Regions from separate parts of the Sus scrofa genome. Here region 2 is linked to region 1. Evidence: chromatin contacts called from public Hi-C data. All regions are on one chromosome and are shown on one strand. The core of a region is the stretch at or near the end of the contact, and the rest is flanking DNA. Distances in the headings are between cores, read along the strand shown.

The links. A called contact is a pair of places that touch in the nucleus more often than the background predicts.
Region 2: a Hi-C map of epiblast stem cells shows a contact between it and region 1, with 1.9 times the contacts expected there. A contact is called at or near these places in 1 of 5 promoter capture datasets (liver) and 1 of 47 Hi-C or Micro-C datasets (epiblast stem cells).

Annotation. Positions count from the first base shown.
Region 1 is chr5:9,524,127-9,529,699 of Sscrofa11.1, reverse strand. It overlaps KCNJ4 (inward rectifier potassium channel 4), which reads right to left and starts at 3,301. Exons shown (of 3, transcript XM_021091491.1): 1 at 2,433-3,301.
Region 2 is chr5:9,798,485-9,803,674 of Sscrofa11.1, reverse strand. SLC16A8 (monocarboxylate transporter 3) reads right to left here and starts at 3,845. Exons shown (of 3, transcript XM_021091500.1): 1 at 1,703-3,845; 2 at 1-779. The coding sequence starts at 1,916. It overlaps BAIAP2L2 (brain-specific angiogenesis inhibitor 1-associated protein 2-like protein 2), which reads right to left. Exons shown (of 14, transcript XM_003126055.6): 12 at 5,120-5,190; 13 at 4,654-4,697; 14 at 3,970-4,460. The coding sequence ends at 4,385.

The DNA.
Region 1 (5,573 bases), core at 2,052-4,551:
GTCCCGGTGCCAATCTCAGAAGAGAGACGACAGATTGCGTGAGCCAAATTTGGCATCCTAGGGGGAGAGGCATGAAAAGTGGAGATGTGGAGGAGAGGAGCGAGGAGCCTGGGGAGGTGCAGGAGAAGGCCCCCTGCCCAGCAGACCCCAAGACGCCTCCCCGATTCGACTCCGGGCCCCACCTCCTCCCTGGCCCACCTGGCCTCCGGGCCTCCCCTCCTCACTCTGAGAGGCCAGCCTGGCTGGTCCCCGGACCCTCCAGGCCCAGGGCTGCCAGGGCTGCCCCCCCCCAGCACACCGCTCCAGCTCCATTTCCCACCGCCGCGAGTCTCCTGGTTACCATGTTGCTGGTTGTCATGTCGCTTCCATGTCCTCGTGACTCAGTGGTCCCCGCAGAGGGCCCCCCTCCTCCTCACACCCCCCTCGGCACACGCCCCCGCCTCCCCCAGATCCACATTAAGAACCAGCCCGCCCTGTAAGCCTACACTGTTCCTCCTCCCCTTCCCTCTTCCATCCTAAGCTAAGAAATCCTTTCACCGTATCTCCTAGGGCTCCTTCATTCTCTGCTCTGCAAATGTCAGGTAAGAACCTACTATGCTCCAGACTTGTGTCAGCTGCTTCCAGAGACCTGACCTAGTCTGCGAATCACTCAGCAACCCAAAGAAGTCAGTGCCGTCATCCCCACTTCCCAGGTGAAGAAACCGAGGCCCAGAGAGGTCCGGCCAGCTGCCCAAGGTCACCCAGGAGAAATTCAAGGCCAGCCCTGTCTAGTCCCAGTCACTCCAATACTTGCAGGAGAGAGGAGCTTCCCTTTCCAGGGTACACCCAAAGGTTCCTGAGGAAGAGGTCCCCAGCCCCAGGTCCCCCTCCTCGGATGCCGGACACTGCCCTTCTTGGTCAGTCCTCTAGTTCAGGCCACGTTCCCCCTCCCCGTTAGCTATGCCTCTTCCCAGAGGTAAAATGAGTCTTTACTTCCATTTGCTCTGCACTTTCCCAGCCTGTAGACAGCCCTCGGCTCCCTCGAGCCCAGCCCCCCCTCCCTTGGAGGTCAGTGGGACAGGGGACTGACTGCTGTCCTCATTCCACAGATGTGGAAGTTGAGGGCCAGGGAGGAGAGCGGCTTGCCCGTGGTGCTGGCCCCTCTGCCAGCTGAGCAGACTTCTAGGAGCCCAAATGGGGGCTACCCAAGGCCCACTGCCCAGTGGGGAAAACCCCAGGAAGAGCCCATCCCCCAGGAGAGAACCAAGTAGAATGTTCTAGGTTCAGCCCTCCAGACTCCGATTTGGCTATAGGTCAGCTCAACAGCCAACCGCCTTTGCTCCTGCCACACCGCACGGCAGCCCTGAGCCCAGTGCCCCCTTCCACATGTTGTCCCCTCATCCCAGGCCACGCCAGGACCACAGTTTGGCTCTCAGGCCCCCAAAGTCCTGCCAACAGCTCTCAAAAGTCCCAAAGCCATGGAGGTCACAAGACTGGATGTGGGGGAGAAACAGAATAGACATTCTACACACACACACACACACACACGCACACGCACACGCACACACACACAGGTCTGGCTCCTCTCTGGACCTTGCATGTGTGGCCCTTAGGCCTCCCTCCCTCAGCTCTCTGTTCCCTCAACCTGCTTCTTGGCATCCTCCTGCTCCGGAGGCCCCCGCCTGCTAACTATGCCAGGCAGCCCTCCACCTGTCTCTCGCCCACCCCCACCACCCCCCTGCACCCTCTCCCCATCTTAGAGCCTGGGCTCTGGAAACACAAGTGCCATGTAGATGCTGGTCAGGGGACACTGGGCACGGTTGCAGGGAAGTTTCCCTACTCCATCCAGACCTCTCTTTCCTGGTGCTCTCCGTCTAGGGAGGGAAGGCACTCTGGCCTCCCTCTGTGGCCTGTCGCCACCGCTGGGAAGCCTGAACTGCTTCATCCATCCCTGTCCACCCTCTCTAGGGTCTCAGGGCCCAAAGCAGGTGCTCAAAACGAGAGAAGAGGGATTTTGTTCTGTCAGGGCCATTTTGCAAACAGGCTGCAGTTGGGGAGGTGGATAGGAGACCCCCCCCCCCCTTTGCCACAAGTCATCTGCTTTGAAACTCCTCCAACCCAGTGTGACAACTGGGGGTGGGTGGAGGCAGGGAAAGGTCACGGCCGGGGCAAGAGGTCCAGGCCCTTTGCACTCACCTCTACCCCCCCTCCTGGCAGAAACCCAGACCTTGACGCTCCTGAGACGACGACGGACAGAGGACAGAGCTCCTCGGCTCCGGGGAAGTCGCCTGATCGCGCTGAACGCGCGCCCGGCGGCCGAAGCCCGGGTCAGGGGATAAGGTGCCGAGCGGGCGGGGCCCGAGCCGCCAGGCCCCGGGACACACACACATACACACGCACGCGGCGGGACAGACGGACGGACAGCGCCAGCGGCGAGCGCCGGCCGGGCTTACCGCGGGGCGCAGGGTCCGACGAGTCTCCGGGAGGCGGCGAGAGGCCGCTACATCCCACGGCGCAGTCGGGCGGGCAGCGTCCCGGGCCGGGAGCGGGGAGTCCCGGCGCCCCTTCCCCGCGAACTCGGCGGCCGGCCCCGCCCCCCTCCCCCGCTGCCTGTGGGTCTGTCCGTCGGTCCCCCGGTGTCCCGGCCTCCGGGCCGTCCCGCGCCGCTCCCCGCCGGCCGCCCAACTTTCAGCGCTGCCCCGCGCCGCGCCCTCGGCGCCGCCTCAGCTTCAGCATCGTCGGGCCCCGGGCCGGGGCTCAGAGCGCGGGGGTCCGGGGACCCATGGCGCTGGAGCCCCCCGCCCCCGCCGCCTTCTCTCCGCCGCCCCCACGGTTCTCTCGCTGTCCCTCGGCGCTGTCCCCCGCCCTGCGCTCCGCTCCCTGGCCCGCTGCGCTCGCCTCCGGCCCCGAGACCCCCGAAGCCGGCCGGCCCGGGCTCTGCCGCCCCCGCCCCCGCCGGCCCCCTCGGCTCTCGGTCTCTCGCAGTCTCTCCTGCCCGCCTGGGTCTCTCCGACTCTCCCCGCGGGCCCCTGTCTTCGTCTCCGTCGCCCTCCCGGTCTGTCCGCTGCCTTCCTCTGCCTCTGCCCTCTCTCCCCTGAGCGTCTCTGTCTCGCTCCGGGTCCCTGCCTCTGCCTCTCTCTCTCTCTGCCTCCCACTCTCGGTGCGGCCCCCGCGGTCTCGGACCCAGGCCCCCGCCTCTGCCGCGTCCCCGGCTCGCCCGGGAGCCCGAGCTCCCGCCGCCCGCGGCGCGCCGAGAACTCCCAACTCGCGGCACGCCGCCCCGCTTTGCGAGACTTTCGCCCCTCCTCACACGTGACCCGCGCCCCGCTGCGGAGGCCGCGCCCCCCCACCCCAGCCCCGGAGCCCCGGGCGGCCCGGGGGACCCGGCCCCGGCCCGTCCCCTCAGCCTAGCCCGGCATCACACCCCCTCCCACCCGCGGGCAGCGCCGGGCCGGGCAGGGGCTGGGGGCCGCGGGGGCCGCTCCTGTCCCAGATCCTGCCCGGGTTTTCCTCCTCCCTCCAGGAGCACTCCGCCCAGAACCCGCTCCGAGAATCCGCTCCCAGGTTTTCTCGCCCCCCAGGGGCAGGTGGAGAGGGTTCCTCCGCGCCGGGAAGGGAGTGGGTGGGATAGGGTCGGTACCCGGTTCCTCGGCTGCGGGCCACTCCCCTCGGCGGTTCCCTTCCCCTCCTGCAGGACTGGCCATTAAGGACCCTACGCACCCCGCCCCCGGGAGCCGGAGGTGTAACCCTCCTGGAGGGACCCTCACCATCCGCTGGGCAGCACCGCCCCGTTTGACAGACTGGGAAACTGGGTATCAGAAAGGGTCATAAGTTTGCCCAAGGTCACCCAGAGGTGGCAGAGCCGGGCCAAACCACAGTTTTTCCTTCTCTGCGTCCCCATCACCCCAAAATGTCTTTATAGGGAGGATCTCGCCCGTTTCCTTCTCATCTTGGGGGCGCACCGGTCTGGACCCCACACCAGTCTGGACTGTGGGGAGAAAGCCCCAGCTCCTCACAGCCCCTGGCGAGCCAGCCACTCCCGTGGCCATTCCTGCCACCTCACTCTGAGGATGCAGGAGGTTAGAGGATGTAGGGTGCGAGGATGAACGAATACCTGCAGTTAGATAGCCAGAAGGACTTCCCTGGGAGCCTGGCCATCTCTGACTGGCCCCAGTTAAGTGAGGGAGATTGGGGCACTCCAAGCCGGACCGAGAATTTACTGAACATAAAATCTCCAGCTCATCCTTCAAGCTGACCCTCTGAAGTTGCCGCAGGCACAGGAACCACCACACTTGAACCATCATGACTGTTCCCAATCCCCACAGTCCCTCCCCTCCTAAAAGGATTGCGTCCCAACTCCTCAGTGTGATGTACAGTCAGGTCCCACCTTATCTCACACCCCATATACCCACACATACACCACGATGCCTACAGATTCCCGAACACACCAGATGCTTCCACACCTCTCTGCCTTTGCACATGCTATTCTTCCTGCCTTAAATGCCCTTCCTGCTTCTCTGCTCTAAGAATTCCTGCTGTTTCCCAAGTCCAGCCTCCACGCCACCTCCCCTAGGAAGGCCTCCTGCTGCCCTTAGCAGAAGTCATCCATCACCTCCTCATTCATTCATCCAGCACCGGCCACAAGTTTAGTTCTTTTTTTTTTTTTTTTTTTTTTTTTTTGTCTTTTTGCTATTTCTTTGGGCCGCTCCCACGGCATATGGGGGTTCCCAGGCTAGGGGTCTAATCGGAGCTGTAGCCACAGCAACAGCCAGAGCCACAGCAACGCAGGATCCGAGCTGCATCTGCAACCTACACCACAGCTCACGGCAACGCCGGATCAATAACCCACTGAGCAAGGGCAGGGACCGAACCCGCAACCTCATGGTTCCTAGTCGGATTCGTTAACCACTGCGCCACGACGGGAACTCCACAAGTTTAGTTCTTGTTAGGTGGGCTTGGGAGTCAGGCCAACCTCAGCTACAGCACTTAGGAGCTGCATGACCTTGAGCAGATATTTTATTGAACCTGTTTATAATATTAAGACCCTGGAGTTCCCTTGTGGTGCAACGCGTTAAAGATCCAGCGTTGTCGCTGCAGCAGCTCAGGTCACTACTGTGGCATGGGTTCAGTCCCTGGCCTGGCAACTTCCACATGCCACAGGCATGGTAAAATAAATAAAATAAAATAAAACCAGGACCCTCACAGTCCCTCCCCTCACAGGAGGTCGATGCACAAGAAATGCACAGTTCATAGCAGGTGCTCAGTAAACGTGACTATCCCTTCTCAGTCCTCCCCTCGACACTGCAGAGCTTCAAGGCGCATGCCCCATTCCCTGCCCAGCTTCCTCATTACCCTGCTGTGCCCTCGTGGGCGGGCAACCAGGACTGATGTTCCCTGGGAGGAGTCTTTGGTGTGTGAATGGCCGGGAGAACTTAACAGTCTGAAGGCGGGGTCAGCTGTGGTGTATGCCTCTTGCTTATCACACCTTTCCCTGAATTGGAAGTGGGCGGATGCAGGTGAGGCAAATGTCCTGTGGTCTCTTCCCCTGGCCAGAGACCTGGCCCGGTGGCTGCCCTGAGGGTGTGGGGGGTGCA
Region 2 (5,190 bases), core at 2,596-5,095, 270 kb before region 1:
GTACACCGCGAAGGCGCGGTCGGTGCACACGGCCACGTCCAGCAGGCGCCGGCGGGCCCGGCCGCCAGAGGGCGCCTCTTCGCGCAGGCGCAGTCCCTCGCAGTCCGCCTCCGCCTCCCCGGGAGCGTCGCCCGCGCTGTCCCTGCGCGGTCGCGGGTCGGACCCTGGCGGCGGCCGCATGACAGCCCCGCACGCGCAGCAGTGCAGCAGGAGGCCGCCGAGCAACAGGAAGCCGCCGCGCCAGCCGAAGCGCTCGAGCAGCAGCTGGCCGAGCGGCGACAGCGCGGACAGGAACACCGGGCTGCCCGCCGCCGCCAGCCCGTTGGCCAGAGGCCGCCGCCGCTCGAAGTACAGCCCCAGCATGATGAGCGACGGCTGGAAGTTGAGGGCCAGGCCCAAGCCTGCGGGCGAGGAGGCGCTGTGCTGGGCTCCCTGAGGGCGCCCCACCCCAGTCCCCAGCGTGAGGGAAGGACGAGGCCCCGACAGGCCGGCAGACCCAGGACAACTGAGCCGAGGGACGAGGACAGCCTCTCGTGGGGAAACTGAGGATGGAGGTCTTGCAACAAGAACTCCGGACCCCCACCTGCACCCCCACCCCCGCCCCCAAAAGGGAGGAGGGCAGTGGGTGCCCTCACCTGTGAGCACCCCAGCCGTGAGATATAGCTCCAGGAGGCGCGTGGCGAAGGATGCTAGGATCATGCCTGCCGAGGCCAACAGCCCACCCACCAGCATCACCGGCCGACACCCAAAGCGGGTCACGAGGATGCTGGACACTGGACCTGTGGGCAGGGCAGGGTCACCACTCAGGCTGGAAACAATCTCCTCTCTGGTGGACATTCCAGGTGTTTTGTACCTCCCAGCCTTGAGACAGCTCAAAGGGATAAAGCCACCCCTGGTTCAGAGAGCGCTTGCTTGTCTGGCCAAGGTCACATAGCGTGACTGGGACCCACTGAAGGACACCCTAGGGGGAATGCAGGGGAGGGACCTGTACTGGTCCCCAGCCCTCCTAAGAATATGGAAACCAAAACAGAAGGGGCGGACCCACTTTTTTTTTTTTTTTTTTTTTTTTTTTTGCTTTTTTTTAGGGCCTCACTCAGGGCATAAGGGTAGGTTCCCAGGCTTGGGGTTGAGTGGGAGCTGCAGCCACTGGCCTACACCACAGCTCACAGCAACGCCGGATCCTTAACCCACTGAGCAAGGCCAGGGTTCAAACCCGCAACCTCATGGTTCCTAGTTGGATTCGTTTCCGCTGTGCCTTGAAGGGAACTCCCAGAGGGAACTTCCCAGAGGGAACCGCAGCCTGAGCTGCCTTCCTCCCCAGGCTTCCCCACCCCTCACCTCCAGCCCTTCCCCCTGCTTGGCCAGGATAACTCCAGCATCTCCCCCACCCCACGATGGTTAGGGCTTCTGGGATGGGAAATCTTAGTTTCTCCACCTGTAACATAGGCAGATGTGGGTCTTTTGACGGAAATGGAGGGCCCCTTCCAGCTGGCTAAGCTTGCCAGGTCAGCCACTTGGCTGCTGTCCCCATGCCCTCTCCTCCATCTCCCGTGCCAAGGTTTACACAGGAAGCAAGGGGTTTCCATGCCCGTCCCGAGGGGCCTGGGGGATGCTCAAAGGGTCAGTGTCTCCTGGTCCCTGATCCTGACCCTCAGTTCTGGGCCTGGGGGGAGCGAGAAGGGACCCGCGAGGGGGCGCTGACCGGTGCCGTAGAGCATGGCCAGCATGATGGAGGACACCCAGGCTGTGTCACTGTAGCCCGCGCCGAAGTCGCGCATAAGCGCCCGGAAGAAAACGCTCACTGCCTTGGGGAAGCCATAGGCGAAACCGGTGATCACGAAGCAGGCGCCCAGCACCGCCCAGCCCCAGCCGCCGTCTGGGGGGCCGGGGCCCCGCCGGGGGACGCTAGCGCCCATCGCCGCCGCCTCTGCTGGGGGAGAGGGGACAAGAGGGAGCAGCGAGGGTCTGTAGCCCAGATGAGAAAGGGGGATGGGGAGCCAGCGTGGGGAAACTGAGGCAGGGAGCTACCCACGAGAGCCCTGCTTGGAAAGGAGCCAGCAGGAGGAACCGAGTATCTCTGAAAATCTCACCCAAAAGCCCCCTCCTCTAACGGGACGTGAAGCTGAGGGGAGGAGAATAGAGCCGTTCCCACCTGATTCGCGACTTTAGGAAGACGCCCTTGGAGGACACGCCTTGCCCCTCAGGATCTAGTAGCGGCAGGAGAGGGGGTCTGGGTGAGGGGGAGAACCCTGCAGCCAGGGTGTCCCTGGAAGTGTGTGTGAGGACCGACAAGTCCCCAGTGCGCACACGTGAGGGTCTCAGGACAAACGACCAGCACGGGTGTGGGGTGGGGGATGGGTGGGAGACAAACAACTGCTGCAACATGGGTGACTGTTCATTTTCCTCCTTGGCCCTGGGCTATGTTCCTAATTTTTCTGTGCTCAGGAATATCTATTGTCGTTTAGAACATTATGGAAGAAGAAAACCAAACACGTGGTAACAGCATTAGCCGTGTCTCAGGCCAAGGGAGCCGAGTTCCGCTTCACCCCAGCTTAGCCACGGATTTACTCTGACTTGGGCAGCTCCCCTCCCCTGACTGAGCCTCAGTTTTCCCACCTGTAAGATGGGTGACTGATCACCCCAGGCCAGCTGGGAATCTTGGGGGTTGGGGTAGTTAGAACCTCGGGTTCCACTGGACAGATGGGGACCTTTGAGGGGGCGCTGAGAGACCCTCTGCCCTTCAGACCCTTAGCAGCCCCCCAACCCCTTCACACTCCCAGAGCTCCACCCAGGGGTTCATGCAGCCACCCCAAGTGTCCCATAACAGACCGAGGTTGGGGGGGCTCCCTCACAGGCAAGATGGACCACGGGCAGGGCAGGAGCCTCCCTCCCTCTCACAAACCCTCTGTGCCAGGGCCTCCCGCCTGGAATTGGGCAATGCCAAGGGCCCCGTGGGTATCTGGGACTCTGCCCTTCTCCCACCAAGACCAAGTTCTGGCTTCTCCTGTGTTGCCCCTCACCACAGCTGCGTCCCTGGGCTTGAGGACCAGGGCAGTGGGTGGTCCCTGGCAGCCCTGGCCCCATGCTTACCTGAGCCGCCCTGTGGGTTGGGTGTCCAGCCTCACATCTCTTGAGGTCTGCAAGGAGAGGCCGCCTCACTGGCTCTCCCTTGAAAGCCTAGCCTGATGGGAGCGCAGCTGAAGACACCCAGGCTTCCTGCAGATCAGCTGCTGGCTCCTGCAAGCCTGGGGCTTAATGTTCCCCCACCCCCACCCCCTCTAAGAGGCTTGCACCTGGGAGGGGAGAAGGGACAGAGCAGCCACCATAGCACTGAGCCAGGTCGGGCCCCCTGGTGGGCTCCCTGTCCCAGGCCTGTCTCAGGAGAGCTGGAGATAAGGGAGGTCCCTTCACCTCCTGGAGCCTCAGGGCAGAGGACACACAAAGTCCTGCCCTGATGGGGGGGGGTGTCCTAGTGGTACAAGGGGCACAGGAGGGACCCCAGGAGCCCTGATCGGTTCAGTTCCCTGCCCGCCCCACACTCCCAGGCCACATTCCAGGAGGGGCCTCTGCAGCTTTCCTCTGGATAAGGCTAATCCAGGCCGGAGAGCCTGGGACTGAGGGGGCAGGGAGGGGACAGAACAAAGGGTGCTGTGTCCCAGGGTGCCAGAGGGTGACTTGCTGGTGGTCCCTGACCTCAGCCACTGCTACCCCTCCCCCTCTGGAGAGGCCCCTGTTTCCCGGGGAACCCAGAGAAGAAATGAGCCTGGGTCAGAGGTGGGGACGTGCGGCTTGTGGGGTTAGGGCAGACCTGAGGACTTAAAATGAGGGGCGTGAGGGGCTGGGAGAGAGTGAGGCCTCCCAGGGGACCGCCACTCTAGTGGGACCTCCTGACTCCCTTCTCCGGGGGAGGTCTCCATCCCCAGCCTGTCCCACCCTGTCCCTCAAATCAGACTCCGCCAGTCCTGCCGCCGCCGTCATATCTCACTTGCTTTATTTCTCACTGTTTACAAAAATTAAACAGGGGGACGTGTGCGGGGCAGGGGAGGGGGCGTGTAAGGGACTCCTCCCCACTGGGACACAGAAGGAGGAAAGAGGGTGGGGGACACGAGGTGGGCCCCCCAGGGAGAGTCTGGGGCTCCTTGGAGTGGGGAGAAATGGCTCTGTCCCCCAATTCCACCTGCTTTATTTGGAAGGCCCCAGACCCCAGGCCAGCGCCCTTGGAACTTCTCAGGCCGGGGCGTGGTTTGTGGAAGGGCAGCCACCTCCCGGATCGGGGCCCTGGCTTCTTGGATCCACTGCTGCTGCTTCTGCTGCCGCCAGCTCTGGGCAGCCCTTGGGCAGGTGTGCAGGAGACGACCTCAGACCCCTGGTGGAGGATGGCGCCTCAGCGGATAAGGGGCGCTGAGCGGTCGTTGGTGACAGTGGGACGCAGCTTTACGGTGGCGAAGGGGTTCGTGCCCCTGTGGGGAGAGAGGTGCGGGTGAGGAGGTCCGGGTTCACAGCTGCCTGTGGACCCAGGGAAGGCAGCTGGGCATCCGGGTCAGGTGTCCAACCCTACCTCCTGCCCCCATCGGGTCATCTCCCCTCACACCTAATTGTCCCCCCCACCCCCAGCCCTCTGTTGCCCCCTCTGACCCTCGCTGGAGGACTCACCGAGGGAAGAGCTCTGGGGGTTGCTGCTCCCAGGACGTAAGTTTCTGCAGTGAGGATGGATGGAGGGCCAGGTTTAGGGGGGAAGAAGCAAGTGAGCCCCCACCCCTCCCACTTCCCATTCCAGCGGGGCAGAGGACTGGACCAGAGGTCCCCGCAGTGGCTTCTGGGAAATGAAGTCCAGTGTTCCGAAACCCAAAATGGGTTTTGGGTTTCAGACTTGAGGAGCCTCTGGGCCAGAGAAGCATCTCCCTGTGCTAACACCGCCCCACCCCCGGGGAGGCCTTTCCCAGTGTTCCCAGCAGGGCTCCCAGGCTCCCCCAGCAGAAGGCTTTCTCTCCATCCTCCACCCCAGACTCGGAAGCCCATCCTGCCCCTCTGTGAACAGGCAGGGAAGGTTACCTGGTCTCCGGTCCCCCTGCCCACTGGACCACCCCAGGGGTGAGGGCGGGCTGGGGGAGGGGCTCACCTTGCCATCACTGGCCGCCCCCATGCTGCCCATGCTACCTCGGCGGCTGCCAGGCAGGGGTGTAGGTACGG